Regions from separate parts of the Pan troglodytes genome. Here region 2 is linked to region 1. A link is a contact called in public Hi-C data. All regions are on one chromosome and are shown on one strand. The core of a region is the stretch at or near the end of the contact, and the rest is flanking DNA. Distances in the headings are between cores, read along the strand shown. Region 1 holds the start of LY6G5C (lymphocyte antigen 6 family member G5C). Region 2 holds the start of NELFE (negative elongation factor complex member E).

Region 1 (6,221 bases), core at 947-3,446:
GGGATATGAGGAGAGCGGTTTGACATAACATTCAGATTCAGAAGGAAGTGGTATGTGGCTGCTGGTTGAAGCCAGCAAAGCAGATAAAATCCTCTGCTTTTGAGTATATGAAGTGGGAAGACAGCTAAGGACCAAACCTTGGTGAACATGAACCACTAAGGGTCAGAGAGAAAACGCTCCATGAAGGAGACTGAAGAAGCCGTGGAGGATGCAGGAGAAGAGCAACACCAGCAGTAACTGCAGACAGATGCGGAAGCAGACAGCTTGAGGACAGGCAAGGGCACCTGGAGATCTGGAGGGTCCCCGTCAAAGCTGCGCACCTTGATAGGGTAGAAGCTATTCAGCTACAGATTGAGGAGAGAAGGTTAGTGGAAGTGGAGACAGAGTGTGGCTCTGAAGAAAAGGGAAGAGAGGCTGGGCACGGTGGCTCACGCCTGTAATCCCAGCACTCTGGGAAGCTAAGGTGGGTGGATCACCTGAGGTCAGGAGTTCGAGACCAGCCTGGCCAACATGGTGAATCCCCATCTCTACTAAAAATACAAAAAATTAGCTGGGCGTGGTGGCGTGCACCTTTAATCCCAGCTGCTTGGGAGACTGAGGCACAAGAATTGCTTGAACTGGGGAGGTGGAGGTTGCAGTGAGCCAAGATTGCGCCACTGCACTCCAGCCTGGGTGACAGAGCAGCAAAAAAAAAAAAAAAAAAAAAAGACAGGATTGGAGCAATGTCTTATGGGATTATGGGAACAAGACTTGGGGTGCAGCTTAGGAGGCTGAGAGAGTTTCCGTTTGGGAGAGTGCTGGGCCCATGACAGGAGAAGGCCACTTACTGTTCTTTATGTGGAGAGTGATGCAGCTGCTGCCAGCCGGGGTGAGGCAGATGTCAGATCCCAGAAGGTACCCTAACTCCTCGGTCTCCAAGAGGCATCGGTAGCAGCGCAGGTATTTGGGGAATGGAAGTGGTTGAGGGGGTTCCCAATTGACAGGAACAAACTTACCTAGAACACAGAGAAGTGCTGACCCCACTCACACCCCATTCTACCTCACACCCTACCACTGCCTGATTCTAGGCCACTCAACCCCACTCCTCCCTCCCTTCCTGTCTCAGAAAACCATCAAAGCCCCAATTCTCTGCTTCCTTCCCCAATTGCATACACATACATCCCCCTTTTCCTCTGGTCCTAAGGCCAGACCACATGTTAACAAATCCCCAGACCCAGCAGAGCACTTGGTGTTAGGCAGAGGAAAGTGCTAAACCAACACTTTGAATCCTATGTCTCTGTGGCTGGTGCTTTGCAGCCAAGTGGGGAGCCCAGCAGGCTGGACTCAGTCTTGTTCTATCCTGTGGATTCTGGTTTTCTCATCCAGCACACTCCCTAACCCTCCCTATTCTATGTTGCCCTCAGATCCGGAGAGGATTCCTTCAGTATCTCTATTCAGGTCACTGCTGTGAAGTGAGACAGCCCTGGGGTGGTCACTAGAAATCTCCTTCAGAGGGGTGCGGTGGCTCACGCCTGTAATCCCAGCACTTTGGGAGGCCAAGGCGAGCAGGTACCTGAGGTCAGGAGTTCGAGACCAGCCTGGCCAACATGGTGAAACCCCGTCTCTACTAAATATACAAAAATTAGCTGGGCTTGGTGGCTCATGCCTGTAATCCCAGTTATTCGGGAGGCTGAGGCATGAGAATCGCTTGAACCCAGGAGGTGGAGGTTGCAGTGAGCCGAGATCTTGCCACTGCACTCCGGCCTGGGATACAGAGCGAGACTCCATCTCAAAAATAATAATAATAATAAATTTTTAAAAATCTTCAGATTGCACATCAGTCCATGAGCAGGCATTCCCTACCAAACCCATCTGTCCCATCTCTCCTCCTGCATGGGTTTACCTGAGCATCCTGGACAGGTGTACCCAGACACTTGGTGTCTGTGGGTTTCTCCATCCAGGCCAGGAGACCCTTCTGAACCCTTGGAGCCACTTACCAAACACCAAGCTCATCATGACCAGCACTATTAAGAGGACCGTGTAGAGGGCTTGGGGGCTGCTGTGGAAGCACAGGGGACCCAGACTCTGGCTCCCTGCAGGGCCTGCCATAAAACGCATGACTGCCTGCTGGCCTCCAGTTTGGGCTTATATTGGTGGAAGAGAGGTTGGCCAAGAGGAAGGAGAGAGGCAACACCAGCTCAGGGTGGAAATCCGTGCCAGACCAGCCAGAGGGGCAGAATGTTCGCACCCACAGCCACTCTGGGGCATAACATCCTGCTTGAGGGCAGGGGACCAGCAATAGGGGAATGAGAAAAGGAACTGTCTTTCCTATTAATTGGACAGATGTTTATTGAATCACTGCATCAGGTGTTGGGGATACAACCCTGCACAGTCTCCACCCTCACAGGGCACAGTCTAGTAGGGGAGACAAGTCCACCAGCAATGATGTGGGGAGGGCAGAGTGCTGCCAGGAGCACCTCGACAGTTAAACCACTGACCAGAGGGATTTCGGCAGAGGAGTAACTTGATCGGATTTCTGTTTATAAAAGATTGCCATGGCTGCACATTGCATTTGGGTCAAGAGTGGAGGCCGCCGGGAAGTAGGACGCTATTCCCGAGTCCGGTCACAAGATGGCGGACTGGTCCGGCAGAAGACGAGCAGGGACGAGGAAGCGGGGCTAATGAACCTGAGATACAGTTAGAAGACTGGACAGATTTGCTGTTGGACTGAACGAGGGGTGAGGGAACAGGGGTAGGCTTGCACAAGGAAGTGGTACCATTTTCCAAGATAGGAAACATGTGGTCTGTCTCAAAAAAAAAAAAAAAAAAAAGCAAATAGGGGGTGCCCAGTCCCACTTCTCATACCCTGGGGACACCTGTCAGACATCCTAAAACAAGGACACCTGGATCCCAAGCGATACGTACTCAGCTCAGTGCCCCCTTGGGGTTCCAGGAACCCAGCGCCTTCCCTCACCTCATCCTTTTTCCTGCCCCGCCTGTGCTCAGCTGCGGCTCAGTGGGCCTGAACTCCGGAGCCCACAGAATCTGGCGCTGGGCGTCCGCTCTCCGCGCCTGACCGCACCTCAGAACTCCGGTAGGACGGGGGGGTGGCCCCCCGCTCAAGCTCTGTTCCCTGGGGAAGAAACCTGGAAAGTGCGAACCGCGCGTCGGGACCCAAGCGTCGGGCCCCAGCGGATATCCGGAGCCCGAAGCGGCTCCCCAGGAAGGCGGCGCCGTAGCGCCATTCTCCCTCCCAGGCGAATTCTGGAGACCGCGGCCCCAGGCGTCTCACCCATTTTCTCCGCTGGGGACCCGCTGGGCTCCCCATCCTCGCCTACTCGGTCCCCACCCCACCAGCTCAGTCTTGACTCAGAAACTCAGGGTTTTTACTTTTAGGATCGTTGGGCTGTGCGTTAGGGGAGGAGGGGGTCCTCAGCGTCCAGGAACGACACCACCTGCTCCAATTTCCCGTCTGGAGGTTCTGGTCGAGGCTCCGAACTCGGGTTCCCTGCTACCTCCCAGACTATTCAAGAATTATCCAGTCCCAGGATGATAAGGGGGAAGATGGGAAGAAACAGACGGGAGACGCCCGCCCAGAAAGACTGCGGGAAGAAAGAAATTCGAGAGGAAACTGCACGCCACTGAGCGCCTCCCAAAAGCCTTGGAATGAATGAATTTAAAAACTATATTAGAGCCGGACTGCGGTGGCTCACGCCTGTAATCCCAGCACTTTGGGAGGCCAAGGCGGGTGGACTACCTGAGGTCAGGAGTTCGCGCCCAGCCTGGCTAACATGGTGAAACCCCGTTTCTACTACAAATACCAAAAATTAGCCGGGCGTGGCGGCGTGCGCCTGTAATCCCAGCCACTTGGGAGGCTGAGGCAGGAGAATCGCTTGAACACGGGAGGCGGAGGTTGCAGTGAGCCGAGATCGTGCCATTGCACTCCAGCTTGGGCAACAAGAGCGAGACTCCGTCTCAAAAAAACCAAAAACAGAAACAAAAACAAAAAACTGTGTTAGGCCAGGTGCAGTGGCTCACGACTGAAACCTCATTACTTTGGGAGGCCAAGGAGGGAGGATCTCTTGAGCCCAAGAGTTCGAGACCAGCCTGGGCAATATAGCGAGACCCCATCCCTACAAAAAAAAGTTGAAAAAAATTAGCGGGGTGTGGTGGCATGCGCCTGTAGTCCCAGCTACTCGGGAGGCTGAGGTGGGAGGATCACTTGAACCCAGGAGGTCGAGGCTGCAGTGATCGCGCCACTGCTGTCTCAAATAACAAAAATGATAATACTTTAAAAATAAAATAAATTGGCCGGGCCTGGTGGCTCACGCCTGTAATCCCAGCACTTTGGGAGGCCAAGGTGGAGGTATCATTCATGGTCAGGAGTTCGCAACCAGCCTGAGCAACATGGTGAAACCCCGTCTCTATCAAAAAATACAAAAACATTAGCCAGGTGTGGTGGCGCACGCCTGTAGTCCTGGCTACTCGGGAGGCTGAGGCAGGAGAATCTCTTGAACCTGGAAGGCAGAGGTTGCAGTGAGCCGAGATCGCACCACTGCACTCCAGCCTGGGCGACAGAGTGAGACTCTGTCTTAAAGAAATAATAACACAAAATAAATTGTATTAGAGAAAAGCCAGAGTAGTGGAGAACTGCAGAGGAACGCGGGGCACCTACATAAATGTCTTGAATGAATGAGTGCACAGAGTGATAGACAAAAAGAATCAGAGGGCCGGGCTCCGTGGCTCACGCCTGTAATCCCAGCACTTTGGGAGGCCGAGCTGGGCGGATCACAAGGTTAAGAGATCGAGACCATCCTGGACAATATGGTGAAACCCCGTCTCTACTAAACATACAAAAATTAGCCAGGAGTGGTGGCGCCTGCCTGTAGTCCCAGCTACTCAGGAGGCTGAGGCAGGAGAATCGCTTGAACCCGGGAGACGGAGGTTGCAGTGAGCCGAGATCGCGCCACTGCACTCCAGCTTGGCGACAGAGCAAGACTCCGTCTCAAAAAAAAATAAAATAAAATAAAATAAAAAAAATAAGAGAGCCAGGGCTCCTCTTGAAGCGAAGAGGGCAAAGGGCAAAGGGGAAGCACAGGGGAACTTCACGGCGCCCTCTGAAGCTCCCTCTCGAATATAATCGCAACGAAAAGGCCAACGACTAGAGGCTTTGCGAGGCTGAGGCTGGGCTTCGGGAGGGGATTGCCCTGAGAGGTCAGGGAGGACTTGCTGTGGAATTCAAGCGACCGTGGGCCTTGAGGGAACCGGGGGGCAAGACACTCCCCCAGCATTCGCGGAATATTTCCTCGAATTATTTCGGGGAGGGGTGAGGCCGGGGCAGGGTGGGGCCTTCTTCGGAGGGGGCGCGGCCTCTGAGTAATTAATCCCGTCTTTGTTGCGTTTTGCTCCTCTCCTGTCCACGCAGCAGGGCCAGCCCAGGGCGCGCTAAGAGTCCAGAGAGTTCGTTTCCATGGTGACGGGTTCCGCGAACGTTTTCCTGGGGTGAAGAGGCAGGGCGTTGAAATAATCGCCATGGCGACAGCAGCAGATGACGGTGTCCCTTCTGAGTGCTCCTACCTAGAGTTAAGGGATACCTGAGGGTAAGCAACCGAGTGACGAAACAAAGAAGGCGGGGCCTGAGGACAGAACGCCAAGGTTAGGGGCATGGAGCCAGGCAAACGAGGGGCGGGGCTGTAGATGACCCGGCCGGAAGAGGGCCACGGTTTGTTGGGGGAGCGGCTCGAGACTGCGTTCTAGAGAGGAACCAGAGAGAGGGTCTTTAACCTAAATATAAATGAATGACTGGATTCCTGAAGAATCCGGAATGGCTTGTTGATTGGATAGATGGATGGATGGATGGACGGACGGACGGACCGATGGATGGAAATCTGGCTATCACTGACGCCTGAGCTCCCCACCCTCTTGGGCCCTCCACCTCCGGAGCCCTCACTCGCTTGTGACAGCTGTACGAGAAATACATGCCTCTCCTAGGAGCAAACCCTCAACCCAAACAGGCAGCACAGAGCCAGTCCAGCACCTCACACTGGAGGCACTCAGGGTGGAGCCTAGGTCGATGAGAGGGCGTAGGATGAGGCTTTTTGGCCCAGCTGGGAACCACTTCTTCCCAGATTTCCCGTCCAGAGTCTAACTTTCCTTTCTCCCAGCGCCATCTTTTCTGCTAGTTTGCCCAGCTCCTCAGGGTGCCTGGACTTTCAGGCCTCACCTTGTGTCCAGTATAGCAG
Region 2 (6,221 bases), core at 1,201-3,700, 280 kb after region 1:
CAACTTGGAGGGATGCCCTTTAAACAATCCTTCTGCTTGTGCTCACCTTTAACTTCCCCTCAAGGGTTCGAGAACGCTTGAAGCCTGAGTTCTTGGTCTCAGCCTTGATGGCACTGATGGCTCCTGACTTCACCAGCTGCTTTGCCTGCTCTGTTGCTGTGGCTGTGTCCACGACAGGCTGCTCTGATAGTGCTGGAGAGACAAGGGGAAGAGGCATTATGTTGGCCAAGCCATGATGAAGGTCAGCTCCATGCTGCCCACTTCCAGTCCATCCCCATTTCCCCTGTCACTCACAGCGTTTGACACCACCTTGGCTGGTTGTGCTGCTGCTACTTTGCTTCTTCAGAGCCAGCAATGCCTTTTTCTGGGAACAAGGGTGAGAAGAGAGAGGTAAGTGAGGGCCAGCCCCTAGCCGGTTCCTCTCCTAAGGCGCCTGGGCACATCACTCCAGGGACCGTCTTTCTTGATGCCCTCAGAGTGGTACACTGATGTGCTCTGCCTCTTGCCTCTGGTCCCCTAGATCATGTATGATGCTGGAAATTCCTAATCTAACCAAACCACGGAACCCAGAGGTTTTCCAGAGTGTTACATTTTTGAAGTTGAAGACAAATAATTCAATCATGGACTAGAATCCTAGGATATAAGCTGCAAGTAAGTATAAGTTTATGTGCCTTTCCTGGAGGCTTCATCCATCTATTTCCTGCATATTGAATGAGGCCCAGCCATGACTTCGTAACAGGGATATGCAGGAGGCTAATGCATTGTTCCTACCCTCAAGAAGCTTACAGTCTGAGAAATAAAATAAATTGAGTGAGTTAGCAATACAATTATAAGAGGTGCAGATTATTCATAGCTGAAAGCTAGTAAGATTTTCTGATGTTTAATGGCTATTAAACTAGGCCCTCCCCCGTATCTCTGCACAACACAGAGAGGAGAAGGGTATTTTAGAAAAAGAAAACAGGGTGGCAAAGATGCAGAGATAAGAAGGCTTTGGGAATGCATGTTTTGGAAGTAGTGAATAGTTCTACTTTACTAGACAAGGCTGCCAAACTAAGGTTTTGAAGCTTTTTTATAGACAATGTGAAGCCATTTATGGTTTTTGAGAAACAGAGGGAGCAGAATTTTGTGTTTTCAATGGATCATTTGAACAGGAGTGAAGAAGTCTGTTCAAAAAAAAAGACTGAGAAATTTGTTGAGAGACCATTACAATGGCCCACATGAATGTCAATAAAGCCCTGCTCGGGGGAATACACAGTGAAGAATAAACAGGAAAAATTACTTCAAAAGAAGAAACAATAAGACTTGGCAAAGGTTTGACTATGCAAATAGTGGGGAAGTCAGAGTTTTGAGTCCAAACATGTGGCAGAATTGGTGTAGTCAACCTTATTTGGAAGATCAAGAATAGAAAGATGATAGCTTCAACACTGAGTATCTGAAGTTTTTCAGTATAACACTGGATAGAACTGGAAAAAACAAACTTGGGGATCATCAGCTCTTAAGCGGTACTAAAAGCCATGGGAAAGGAAGACAATCCATGGCAAATTGCATAGAAAAGACAGAAGGTCCACACCAAGGCTTGGGAAAGCCCACCTCTTGAAGCTACACTGTGAGGTGATATGTCTCTAGGTATGGGCCAGAAAAACTTCCCCATTCGCTCACACTCACCCCATATCTTCTCAGAGTGCATAGTCTGTGAAAGGTTAGGCCATGTCCACACACAGTCCCTCACCTTTTTCTTGAGTTTGTTGAATTTCTTCTGCAGAGCCTCCTCTTCCTCGCTCAGTCCGGGGGGTATCACCAACATGGTGGCTCCTAGTTCAGGGGCAGGGCCCAAGACATCTTTCTCCACTGTTACCACCCGGGGTTCACACGCCGTCCACACTGTACCCAACCCCACCCCTTCAGGTCTGCCTACTCTTGTCTTTGGCTTTCCCTACCCCTTGCTTAAACCAGGCTGCTGTCCAAGCTCCCGCTGGTCGGGATCATCCAGCATTCCCTCCTGTCTCCAGGGATCACAGACACCAGCACCTTTAGGTACCATGTGGTTCAAGGAGGGACAAATATCCACTCCGTCGGAAAGACGATGGCACCCGACCCCCCTACCTTCGCTAGGGTAAGGACAACCCCGGGGTTTGAACGGCAAAGAAGGCGGCGGAGCCAGCGTAGCGCCCGCAGAGCAACGCAAAGAGGAAGAACAGAGAAACGGCTATGAGAAAAAGGGCCGAAGAGTGAGGAGCAGAGGGCCTTACCCGAGGGGGCGGCAACCGGAGGCCCCACGGTCTCCGGCCGCGCCCGCGCTGGCCGCTGATAGCGGGCTCACAACGATGACGTAGCGAGGAGCGGAAAACGCGGTAACCAAGGCGGCCCCAGGCGCGCACTTCCGCCCGGCCTTCCACCGGTCCAGGTCTGCCCCTCCGCCGCGATAGTTCACGCTCGAGGAGGGGCTGTGCCGGAAGTTGCCTCTACTTCCGCCCGTTCCAGGGCGGGGCTTACTTCGCAGCGACTACTTGCCGCACTTCCGGGCTGTTGCAGCTGCTGTGACTCCAGGATGATGGAGACAGAGCGACTTGGTGAGGGGGAGGGGAGGGAAATGGAACGGAGTAGCCGATATGGAATGAACTTTGACCCCTGACTTTTGACCTTTCCCCGTAGTGCTACCTCCTCCAGATCCCCTGGACCTACCCCTTCGGGCCGTGGAGCTCGGATGCACGGGGCACTGGGAGCTGCTGAACTTGCCTGGAGCTCCAGAGAGTAGCGTGAGTGACTTTTGACCCTAACCTTTGACCCGCATTGAGTCCAAACCTCCTTCACCCTCCTCACAGTAGGATCTAGCTTAACCTTGTTCATCTGTGCCTGTACTCCTGTCCATCCCAGCCCGAAGGGGTGCTGGACAGATTACAGCCCAGTGTACCTGCAGTACGTGTGAGGACAGAGCAGAAAGGGCTGGGGATATTTTTGCTTTGAGAGCTGCTCTTTCAAATGTGGCATTTCTCCGTGGAGCTCCCTTCTGTATCCAAGCACCAGGGCACTTGGTGACTGAGATGATAGGCTTTGAGCCTCCAACTCTTCATCCTTAGGTCTGGGACCCCTTTTTCTAAAATCAGCGAGTCTCCAATTTCAGCATGCTTCATGATTAGCCAGGGAGCTTTTTTAAAATGCACATTCCTAGGTCCAGCCTCCATGTTTCTGAAATCCAAAATCTGCCCCAGGTAATTCAGTAGCAGGTAGTTTTTGGCTAAACCTGATTGTCCTAGTCTGTTTGACACATCTGCCATTTCTGATCGGAACACAAGTCCCATCACCTCTTTTGTCTGCATTTTATCCTCTTTCCTTACCTAATGCCTCTCATCTTGCCCTTGTTTCAGCTTCCCCATGGCCTCCCTCCTTGTGCCCCAGATCTGCAGCAAGAAGCAGAACAGTTGTTTCTGTCATCCCCAGCCTGGCTGCCTCTGCATGGTGTGGAGCACTCAGCCCGGTGAGGAGTCTGGAGGGGCTTAGACTAGGGTGATGGGTTCCTGAAGGATGCTGGGACAGAGGAAGAAAGAAGACCCAAAAGTTACTATTTTTCTCTCCAGAAAATGGCAGAGGAAGACGGATCCCTGGTCTCTTTTGGCTGTCCTGGGAGCCCCAGTCCCATCCGACCTACAGGCCCAAAGACACCCAACCACAGGCCAGATACTGGGTTACAAAGAGGTAGGAGGTCAGGGGTCATGAGAAACAGTTGGGGAGAAGGGGAGGTGGTCAGAGACAAGCTCAGCCTCATTGGGGCTCTGATCTCTTGCCTTAGGTCTTGCTGGAGAACACAAATCTCTCGGCCACAACCTCCTTGTCTCTTCGCCGGCCTCCAGGGCCAGCCTCCCAGTCCTTATGGGGAAATCCAACTCAGTATCCCTTCTGGCCAGGTGACTCTTGTGGAGATGGGATGGTAGAAGAGGGTGTCTTTAATCTCCAGGGAAGGGTTCCCCACCTATCTAGTATTACCCTCATCCCATGAATCCCTGTCTGTCCTGTCTCTTCCCAGGGGGGATGGATGAACCCACCATAACAGATCTGAACACACGGGAGGAGGCTGAGGAGGAGATAGACTTTGAGAAAGGTAAGGTGGGGCTCTGAGTCTGAGCCTTGAGGAGGAAGAGCCCAGGCTATCACTGGGCTACTGCTAGCCCTCCCATGTTTTTGAGAAAATTAGAAAAAGATATTCCGTCCATAACAACCTTTACTGTCAGCTGTTGGGAAATTTCCACAACAACCTTTACTGTCATCTGTCGGGAAAGTGTCATAGCAAACATCCCTATCTACAGCATCTGTCCTGTAAATGGTATCTTTTAGGTTTATATAATGTACACAATTTGTTCACCAGTGTGCAGTGACCTGATTCCATGTCCCTATCCTACAGATCTTCTTACTATTCCACCTGGTTTCAAGAAAGGCATGGACTTTGCACCAAAAGGTTAGTTTTGGTTTTTGAGTGGGGTGTAGGAGAAGTCATGTCCTTCTCCTAAGGAACAGAGATGGACATGACAAGGTTGACCTTGTTGGCTTGCTCCTCAGATTGTCCAACTCCAGCTCCTGGACTGCTAAGCCTTAGCTGTCTGTTGGAACCTCTGGATTTGGGTGGAGGTGACGAGGATGAGAATGAGGCAGTGGGACAGCCAGGAGGTCCCAGAGGGGACGCTGTTTCAGCCTCTCCCTGCAGTGCTCCCCTGGCCCGAGCAAGCAGCTTGGAGGACCTAGTGTTGAAGGTTGGTGGTTCTGTGTAGTGGAGGCACGAAAGAGCCTTGCCACCAGGATGTGGGCTGGCTAGGATGGGTCTGAGGGGGAAGAAAGGGACATCTTTTGGGAGGAGTGCTAACTGAGAGCCCTCTGGTTGTGTCTTTATCACTCCTACCCCTGACTCTTCCAGGAAGCGTCCACAGCTGTATCCACCCCAGAGGCCCCAGAGCCTCCATCTCAGGAGCAGTGGGCCATCCCTGTGGACGCCACCTCCCCTGTTGGTGATTTCTATCGCCTCATTCCCCAGCCAGCCTTCCAGGTACTTTGGCCCCATCTTCACACGCTCCTCTACCTCTTTCTGGGTCACACTCCCAGCCGACCCCTTGTCTCCTCTGTCCACCAGAGGTCAGATCCATCCCAGGCCAGTCTTGGTACTCAGTCCCAGCCTCGGCTGGCTCCGGCCTTCATCCGCCTGCCCTGTGTGCTCCATGAGCAGGAGGCAGCAAGGCCCCGCTCCTTTCTTCAGCTCCTGTCTATTTCTTTCTCCCATAGTGGGCATTTGAGCCAGATGTGTTTCAGAAACAGGCCATCCTGCACTTGGAGCGGCATGACTCTGTCTTTGTCGCAGCTCACACATCTGCAGGAAAAACAGTTGTGGCTGAATATGCCATTGCCCTGGCCCAGAAACACATGACACGGTATGAGTTCCTTCGCCAACCTCCCCCTTCACCAGCCAGCCCCATTTTCTCCTGCATCCTTTGAAAATCTCATCTCTTCCCCCACCTCTCTAGCTCATCCTTTAAGTGAGAGGTTCAGGGCTAAGATTGAGACAAGAACCCAGAGAGAAATGAAAAGACATGGTGGGGAGAAAGTTTAGAAGAATGATCTAGGTTAGTTTAGGAAGGGGTTGGGGACAGAATTTTTCTGGGGTTATATCATGCAGGAGAATGTAAGGGCAGTTTGGGTGAAGAAGAGGAGCACCTGAGCTTCTGGGGCATGCTTCCATGAGGGCTCCATGTGGGAGAGGAAGTGCGGGCCATGGGTCTGCGGAGGGACTGGCTAACTTCATGCTCTCTCCCCAGCACCATCTACACTTCGCCCATCAAGGCCCTGAGCAACCAGAAGTTCCGGGACTTCCGAAACACATTCGGGGATGTGGGGCTGCTCACCGGGGATGTACAGCTGCACCCGGAGGCCTCCTGCCTCATCATGACCACAGAGATCCTTCGGTGAGAGATGGACACTCAATACAGGGGAGTTTTGGCTGGGAAGATGTGGCCGTTGTGGAGAGTGTGCTGTCTGAGGAGGGGGTGGAGATGAGCCACTGGGGAGTCAATCCTTGGCCTCTTCTCCCTAGCTCCATGCTGTACAGTGGCTCAGATGTTATTCGGGACCTGGAGTGGGTCATCTTTGATGAGGTTCACTATATCAACGATGCCGAGGTAAGGGCCATGGGCTCCCCAGAACCCGGCAGTCCTCTCCTTTGGGACCAGTTGAGCGTCTCCCTT

Evidence for each region. A called contact is a pair of places that touch in the nucleus more often than the background predicts.
Region 2: a Hi-C map of stem cell-derived neural progenitor cells shows a contact between it and region 1, with 3 times the contacts expected there. The contact joins the promoter of NELFE here to the promoter of LY6G5C in region 1. A contact is called at or near these places in 1 of 7 Hi-C or Micro-C datasets (stem cell-derived neural progenitor cells) and 1 of 1 datasets of contacts at active chromatin or transcription factors (stem cell-derived excitatory neurons).

The regions. Positions count from the first base shown.
Region 1 is chr5:37,475,579-37,481,799 of NHGRI_mPanTro3-v2.0_pri, forward strand. It overlaps LY6G5C (lymphocyte antigen 6 family member G5C), which reads right to left and starts at 2,197. Exons shown (of 3, transcript XM_054686760.2): 1 at 1,977-2,197; 2 at 828-995. The coding sequence starts at 2,097. It overlaps LOC134810192 (a long non-coding RNA gene), which reads right to left and starts at 4,821. Exons shown (of 3, transcript XR_010157684.1): 1 at 3,370-4,821; 2 at 2,954-3,125; 3 at 2,307-2,666.
Region 2 is chr5:37,753,883-37,760,103 of NHGRI_mPanTro3-v2.0_pri, forward strand. It overlaps NELFE (negative elongation factor complex member E), which reads right to left and starts at 2,451. Exons shown (of 11, transcript XM_009450939.3): 1 at 2,250-2,451; 2 at 1,730-1,812; 3 at 295-364; 4 at 47-192. The coding sequence starts at 1,804. SKIC2 (SKI2 subunit of superkiller complex) reads left to right here and starts at 2,480. Exons shown (of 28, transcript XM_001160927.7): 1 at 2,480-2,570; 2 at 2,653-2,756; 3 at 3,366-3,475; 4 at 3,576-3,693; 5 at 3,788-3,902; 6 at 4,022-4,096; 7 at 4,397-4,450; 8 at 4,552-4,742; 9 at 4,904-5,032; 10 at 5,266-5,411; 11 at 5,796-5,942; 12 at 6,071-6,155. The coding sequence starts at 2,549. MIR1236 (microRNA mir-1236) reads right to left here and starts at 294; the gene lies at 194-294.